Linked DNA regions of Mus musculus: region 2 is linked to region 1. A link is a contact called in public Hi-C data. All regions are on one chromosome and are shown on one strand. Each heading gives the region's core, a stretch centred on a gene start, on an enhancer-like site or on the middle of the called end of the contact. The rest is flanking DNA. Distances are from core to core; before and after follow the strand shown.

Region 1 (3,707 bases), core at 855-3,354:
TTTCTTAAAAGAGCTTGAGTTGGGGCCTCGTTGTAGCCTTCTGTTGCTATCTTTCTGGATCTCTGAGTCTCCTCACTGGGAAACCTTCCAAGAGGCAGCACTGCTGGGGGTGTTGCTCAGTTGGTAAGAATATTTGCCAAGCATGCCCGAACCCTGAGTTCATCCCTTGGCACCATATAAAACAGGGGTGGTAGTGCCTGCCGGTAAGTCCAGCACTGGGAGATAGAGGCAGAAAGGGAGAAAGTTCATGGTAATTCTCATCTGTGTAGTGAGTTCAAGGCTGGCCCAGGGTATTTGAGACCCTGACTCAGACTAGTGGACCATCTGTAAGTGTAGGGTCTCAGGAATACGCCAACAGAGAAGTAACTAGAGAGACGAGGAATGGGAACTCTTGCCCCAGCCCCCTGAATAGCACCACTGGGGCTCAGGAGGATATCAGAGGGAACAAGGACCTGGCCTCATGCAGCCTCTTTGTAACGCTGCCAGCTTGTACTTTTGGTTGGCTTTTAGGTATTTACTGGGCCACATAGTCAATATCTTCCAAGCTCCCAGGGGCTTTCGGGGAGGAGTCGCCATCCAAGCCTTAGTCCGTGCTGTATCCTAGGAGCCAGTGGCCAACTGTTTTGTTCCTTCTTGACAGAGGGGAGAGGACAATGAGAGCTGCTGATTAGCTGGACTGGTGTGACCAGAGGCCTATGCTTCTGGGGGCTTTTTGGCAAAGGAACAGAGAATGGTGTTAAGAAAGCAAACCAGTAGAAGTCAGTTCCAAATTGCAATTTTTAAAAAAAAAAAAAAAAGCAATAACCTTCCCAGCTCTCATGTACGATTCTAGAAAGTACGGCGAAAAGCAAACCAAGATTCTTTTGACACACCAGGAAGAAGGCTAATGGCCTGGATTCTAGGCCATGCTGGGCACTGGTGGGAGGGGGCACCATTAAGATGCCATATACGGGGCGTGCCTTCACTGCACTCAGGGAAGTAGAGTCAGGCTAACCAGTGAGAGGTGGCTTTGATAAACCACAAAGGTCAACTGTGATTTATTAAAGTGACCTTGTTTTTTTTCCTTGTGGGTCCTGACCCTCCTCCTTTCCTGGCCTTCCTGCCTCTCAGAGAGAGAGTCCAGCACGGTAAGTGAAGGTGCTTTTGGTGTAGGGATGGGGTGCGGGAGGAAGATGGGCCTGCCTAGAGGCCTGTTCCTAGAATTACAGGCCTGGCAAGTAGCCTGTGCTACCCACAGCTAACCCCAGTTTCCCGTTCTGCTCTGTGGGTGGAAGCTGGGGTTTTTATTTATCATTTGTTTATGTGTGCCCACAGCTAGAAGACCTGGCTTCAGGACTGGTATGTGGGTGACGGTGTCTCTACCCATATTCAGTACTAGGGGTAGTTACTGTCTATCATAATATAGGAGTTGCTGTCCTCTGTTGAGTGACCTTTAATTAGGGAAGCTGTTTAACTCTAGGCACTTGCCTGAGTGACCTCCAAAGCCCCCCTTACAAAGAGACATGGTCAACTGAAGCCATTAGCCCACCAACCTACATCTTCCAAGGGGCTCTTTGGAGTCACTGGCCTGAGCCCTGCGTTCCCGATGCTGCCTAGGTTGATGATGGTTCATCAGCCCCGTAGGCTGGATGCCTACTTCCGGCATAATCCCGAGCCCTCCTTTCTCCAGATGCCCAAGGTTTCTCCCTGCTCTGCACTTTGACTCTGTTGAAAAAAGTGCTAGCTAGCAGGTATTAAGGCCAGGCCGCCTGCGTGTCTGCCAGCTCAGAGATTTGCTGTAAATCTTTCTGATCACACCGAGGCTCCAAGGTTCTGTTTCAAGTGAATAAGCCCTCTGAATAAGCACACTGGAGTCTGGATAAAAAAAAAAAATCCTCCAGCGATTAGCAGAGCTATTTTATTCTTCATCGCAGAGCTTGTATCCGGGACCATCTTAATCTGCTAGGATGGCTCTCCTTATTACCTCATGTTAAGTAGGGCTTGGAATGTCAGGCCTTTAACTAGCCGTCCAGGCAGCAGCCTCCTCGGGAAGCTCTCTCTGCTTGACCCGCCTTCCTTTCCAATCCCTCCCTCCATCCAGACTGTTCTCATACCTCCCTCCCATTAGCTGTCTCTTCTTGCCCTGCCTGCCTGCCTGCTCAGAAATCCAGGCCCCGCCCGCCCCCTTGGGCTCAGGAATGGCTAGGCACAGAAGAAAGGATTGATTAAAGCTCAAGTCCATTTTGATTGCTTTGGTGTTGATCCTTAAACAGTGGCATACTTTTGGAGAGGCAGTTTCCCTACATAGAAGCTGGACTAGGTATGTCCACCTGCGTTGTCTCCCAACCCCACCCCCAACCTCCACCCCTCCCCAGCTTCAATCCAATCTCAGCCTTATGAGGTCTTGTGTCTTGACCTTGGAGCCCCTGTCTCCTCCTGCATGTCATGGGGATTACCCTGCCAGACGGCCTCTCAGCTTTGGATAGGCAGACCCCCTGTAGCAGGGCTCATTACTTGGTTAGCAGGAGGCCTTCCCCAGGAAGTGGGCATTGAAGCCCATTACCTACTTCTTCATACCTATTCGCTTTTGGCTTTGTGCCCTTGCTGAAAGCTTTCTGCCAGAAACCCAGAGGGACCCCCAAGTGTGCAGCCCCCCCCCAATAATGCTCCTGGCATCCAAGCTAGGCTGACTCAACATGGGAGCTGGGGAATGAACAGGGATGAATCCCATGACATCCTAGGGCTGGGCAGCTCAGGGAGGGCACCAGTGGGGGATGGGGAGTACTCTGGGGGCTGCATCCTCAGGGCCATGGTGTTGGATGGTGGAGATTGAAATAATCAGCCTTAGGAAAACAGCTTGTCAACAGTCAAGGCCTCCGGCAGGAAGGACAAGGCTGTGTCAGAGAGGGGAGGGGGCCGGGTGGACAGGCTGGAAGCTGTCCCAGAGGGGTTAGTCTGGAGTCCAATTAGAGGTAGCTTCATTCATATTTCCTTGCCTAGCTGAAGCAATAAAAAATACTTAGTTTTTTGGCCGCCTGCCAACCAGAGGCGGGCTGGATCGATGCCGCTAAATGCCTGACATGACTCTCCGGTAGCGGCGAGGGTTTTCAGCCTGACTGCATGAGAAGAAAGAGTTCCCTGTTCTCGCACTGGGTCGCAAGGAGAAACACGAGCAGCCACCCCGTCCCCTCCCTCCTCTCCATCACCCGCCTGCGCAGGGGCAGCCAGCCTGAGGGGCTGGAAGCATTTCTGCTTAGCACGGGGTGGCCGCCACCATCGGAGGAAATGAAATGAAATGACGGTGATTTTTTTTTCTGCCTGTGCTTGCAGCAACTAATTGAATTGCGGCTGTGAGCGCATCGCCGCCGCTCGCCCGGCTGCGGGGAAGGTTGAGCTGCAGTTCCATTATAACCTCCATTTTTTTTCTTCAAGGCTTGATAACTCTGCCATTTTAATTTGCTTCAGGCAGAAACTTGGCAGGGAAGGGCTGCCCAGAAAACCGGCTTAGGAAAGGAAATTAAGTTCTGCGGCTGGCTCCCTCCCACACCATTCCCCCAAACCCATCCACCTGCTGGCCACCCCGCCTCGTTCCTTGCCAGTGAACCCCATCCCTGGGCCAGCATTGGCCTCTAGTAAAATGGGGAAAGGAGACAAGAAGGGTTACCGTACCTGCCTTTAGTGTCCCTCTTTGTAAGCACATCGTCTTGCTCTGGAGTCCCACACGACTC
Region 2 (3,707 bases), core at 606-3,105, 150 kb after region 1:
CCTGGGAAGAGAGAGTAGTGCCATCCACTTGGGCTGGCAGTTGTCCTAGCCAACCAAGCTGACCCAGGAAGATAGCCACAGCAAGGGAAATGAACCTGTTGGCTTTGCTGCCTCCTACAGAGAGGAGATGCTGTTAGTGCAGAGTCTCCCACAGATAGCAGGAGAGCTGAGCTCCTTGCTTCTCCTGGCCTGAGCCCACACCAACCTTGAAGCAGAAGCTGGCAGCAGGGGAAGAGATCTATGGGACCTCGTTGAGATTTCACACGCAATAAAGTTGACTTGTGATCGGAATAAGAAAAAGAACAGGCCAGCATCTTCCTGCGGCCTCTCCCCAGCTTCAACATGACCATCCGGGGGCAGGGGGGGGTGCAGGGGAGTGATCAGTTTACTTGCCTCAAGCCAGGGAGCTATAGCTACCCTGGTCCCTTGCCCGCACTGTACCATGCAAGGTTGAAAAAGGAGCATCCGGACAGTTCAGCAGATACAGGCATGTCCACCAAGCGTTTGATGCGCAGAACCCACACAGTAGAAGGAGAGAACCGATTCCTGCAAGTTCCCCTCCCAACCTCCATTTGCACCACAACCCCTCATGTGTACACAGGGCATGCACACACATAGACAATGATAACACATTTTATTATTATTATTATTTCAAGAAGAATTAGCACACATACTTTTTTTCTCCTCACAAATAGGCTTTTTTTTTTTTACTGTGGAAACCAGGCTAAATAAAGTTTAAAAATTTAAAAAGAGATGGTAAAATATGAGATGACATCAACATGTGTCAGCTCTGAACCTTACAGGGAGTTGGCCCTGGTGGGCTTGAGGGGATGGGGGTTCATTAGGAGCAGAGATCAAGATGAGGAACAGAGGGTAAGTGTTGTATGTGTGTGTGGGTGGGGGGGGGGTGTCCCAATATTCTTGGGAACAGGTCTGCCAACCATGGCTGCCCTTTCATCCACAGGCCTCCCTGCCTTGGCACCCACTTTCTGTGCAGAACTGAGCCTGGCCAGCAACGTCTGACTGCAGTACCAGGTGACCTTGACACAGTCACCTGACTGCAGTACCAGGTGACCTTGACAGTCACACCTTTAGAAGCATCAAAGCCAGGGTAGGCGTGCTCCAGCCATGCCCAAGTCCAAGTTTCTGCCCCATACCTGCTGCCAGACAAGAACTGAGCAAGGAGCCTAGCCCACCCCATGTCCAAAGCCTCTTTTCTTGATCAGCACGAAGCCCAATCCAGGTGGGTCCTGGATTGATATTAATTAATTAGCAAAGTTTTCCCTCTTGCCAGAGCAGCTCTGACTGGTGGTGTCAGGTGGGTAGGGGTGAGGGTGTTGTCCTCAGGAGTCCTAAATCCAAGCCCCAGGGCATCACTAAAACAGTGCACAGGGCCTTAGACTGGCTGCCTCCTCCCTCTCTTCAGGGACCTGGGATAAGACCCAGCTTCCAGCATTCCTGTTCCAAGTGACAAGGGCACAAGCCCTTGTCAAAGCACAGCCTTCCTTCATCCCTCTCTGCTGTGCTGAACTGCCTATCGTGACAGTCCCCCAACCCTGCACCACAGGGAGACCCAGAAACCCAGCCAGAACCCTGCCTAACGAGAAGGCAAGTGCTTGACACCACGTCCTGTTCCACAGGCAGTCTCCTGCCGGGAGACATGGGGGCACTTCTGGGAAATAAGCTGTGGACAACAAGGGTGCCTTTGTATTTTAGACCTGCTGCCACTCTCTGGCTGGGTGACCTGGGGCAAATTAATTACCCTCTCTGAGCCTTGGTTCACCCTCAGTCCTAAGAATAATCACAACCTCAAGGGATAATTGTAGAGTGGAAAGAGATGAATACCAAGCACTTAAAGCACTCAGCCCCTCCTCCCTCCAGGCCAAGCATCTTGTTTACCCTTGCTTTAGGCACAGGACTGCACAGAGTAGTCTCTGTGTTCCCTTCTTTCTAAAGAAAAGACGAAATACACTGGGCCATTGTCACTCTTGCCAATACATTGTCTCATTCAGTTCCCATAGCAGCCTGGCATGGTCCAGCACTTGCTGTCCATGGGTCTCAAGTGCAGGAATTCAATCACCCATGGTTTGAAAATATTTGGAAAAAAACATATTGGGTTTGTATTGAAGAAGCACTGGCCCTCTCCCTTACTATCCTTTAGCAGAGCATTTAAACATAATAGCACAACTATTTACGTCCCATCGTGTCGTTTTATTGGGGTAGCTTATGGAGTGTGGAGATGCTGTGAAGGGTGAGAGGAAGTAAAGAGATATGCAAATCATATGCAAATATAGCACCACCTCAGAGGAGGGGCTTCAGGACCTGTGGCTTTGCCATCCATCATGGAGACTATGGATGGAGGTTAATATACAGTTAGGGAAATCATTGTGTCATCAGGCCAAGAGCTCACTGACAGTGGTCCCTAGGTGGGCCTATGTGTAGGACACATAAGCTATTGTGTCTAAGGTCCTAAGCTAAGGGTAGGACCATGGATATCGGTGAAGTTAAGAAAGGGAGGAAAGGAGCTAAAACCTGCCTGTGAAAGAGCTGATGGTCACCAGCAGGGATGCCTGTACTGGACATCCCAGGGATGGTGCAGGACACAGCCACTTAGATGGCCTGGACCCCGCTGAGACTGCCTTAAACATCCCCATGATGTCCGTAGGTGGGGGATTGCCTGACATGGACCCCTAAGTGTCTAGCTCTTTGCATGACTCTCCTGAAATCTGATCCCAAAGAGCCCACACTGGCCTCGAGGCTAAGGACACCTCACCTGAACTAAGCTCCATCACTGGTCAAACTATTCTCTTCTCCAAATCTCAGTTACCCTCTGTGAAATGGGTGTAAGCATAGGATCTGCTCCTCGTGGCTGTTAGGATGCTAAACATGAACAAATGTGTCACCAGTGTACCACATAAACAAGCCTCCTTGCCAGCAAATGTCGGCCATTGATATTTGCTCCTATTGCTGAAGCAACAGAGGACTGACTTGGTGTCACCTGCCTCTCTCCCTCAGAATGTGGTGGGCCACACCTGCCACAGAAGTTCAGGGGATTAGGCCTCTCAAGTCTCCCACTCTCTCACAGCAAGCTCAGCTTCCATTCGGAACTTGCTCGGGATTCGTGTGGTGTGGGACGCACTGGATCCCAGAACCACTGCAAAGCACACGGGAGGCTGTAGGACTAATGTGCCTTGCCTCATCTCTGCTCTCTTCTCCCTCAGTCACCAAAATCCTAGCGCTCTCAGCTTCTTCCTCTTGTTCCAGACTAGATAACGAGGCTCCAAAGAGCACATGATGAATTCGCTCACTCTGGGAGACAGATGGCTGAGAGCCACTTGACATACTCTTTCCCCGAGAGGTTTATTTTATTTCTAAGAAGAATGGAAACTTGATCTGGGGAGATGGCTCAGTCAATAAGGAGCTTGCCTTGCAAGTACACGACAGCCTGAATCTGTTCCCAAAACCCACATCGAAAAGACAGGGGCAGGGGAGATGGCTCGGCAGCTAAGAGCACTTGTTCCTCTTGCATGTGACATGGGTTCTAGTGCCAGCACTCACAAGGTGGCTCACAACTATCCTTAACTCCAGTTTCAGAGGAGCCAACATCTTCTGACCTCTGCAGGCGCTGAGCACACACAGGGTTCACAGATAATCATGCAGGCAAAGCATTCATTTAGGTAAAATAAAATAAAAATAAATATAAAATA

The links. A called contact is a pair of places that touch in the nucleus more often than the background predicts.
Region 2: a contact with region 1 is called in a Hi-C map of forebrain, with 2.4 times the contacts expected there. The contact joins two enhancer-like sites. A contact is called at or near these places in 3 of 484 Hi-C or Micro-C datasets (forebrain, neural progenitor cells and trophoblast stem cells), 5 of 115 datasets of contacts at active chromatin or transcription factors (astrocytes, embryonic basal ganglia, neural progenitor cells and 1 more) and 1 of 9 other capture datasets (adipose tissue).

What each region holds. Positions count from the first base shown.
Region 1 is chr9:61,402,342-61,406,048 of GRCm38.p6, forward strand. Tle3 (transducin-like enhancer of split 3) reads left to right here. Exons shown (of 20, transcript NM_009389.2): 8 at 1,111-1,127. Among named protein-coding and RNA genes, the nearest start is that of Tle3, 32 kb to the left of the region's middle. Within about 2 kb of position 2,105, at least 106 of the 459 cell types and tissues checked have an H3K27ac peak or open chromatin away from gene starts, as enhancers often do. A contact at or near this core is called in astrocytes, embryonic basal ganglia, forebrain and 1 more, where this site is marked.
Region 2 is chr9:61,548,231-61,551,937 of GRCm38.p6, forward strand. No RefSeq gene overlaps it. Among named protein-coding and RNA genes, the nearest start is that of Gm34424, 40 kb to the left of the region's middle. Within about 2 kb of position 1,856, at least 47 of the 459 cell types and tissues checked have an H3K27ac peak or open chromatin away from gene starts, as enhancers often do. A contact at or near this core is called in astrocytes, embryonic basal ganglia, forebrain and 1 more, where this site is marked.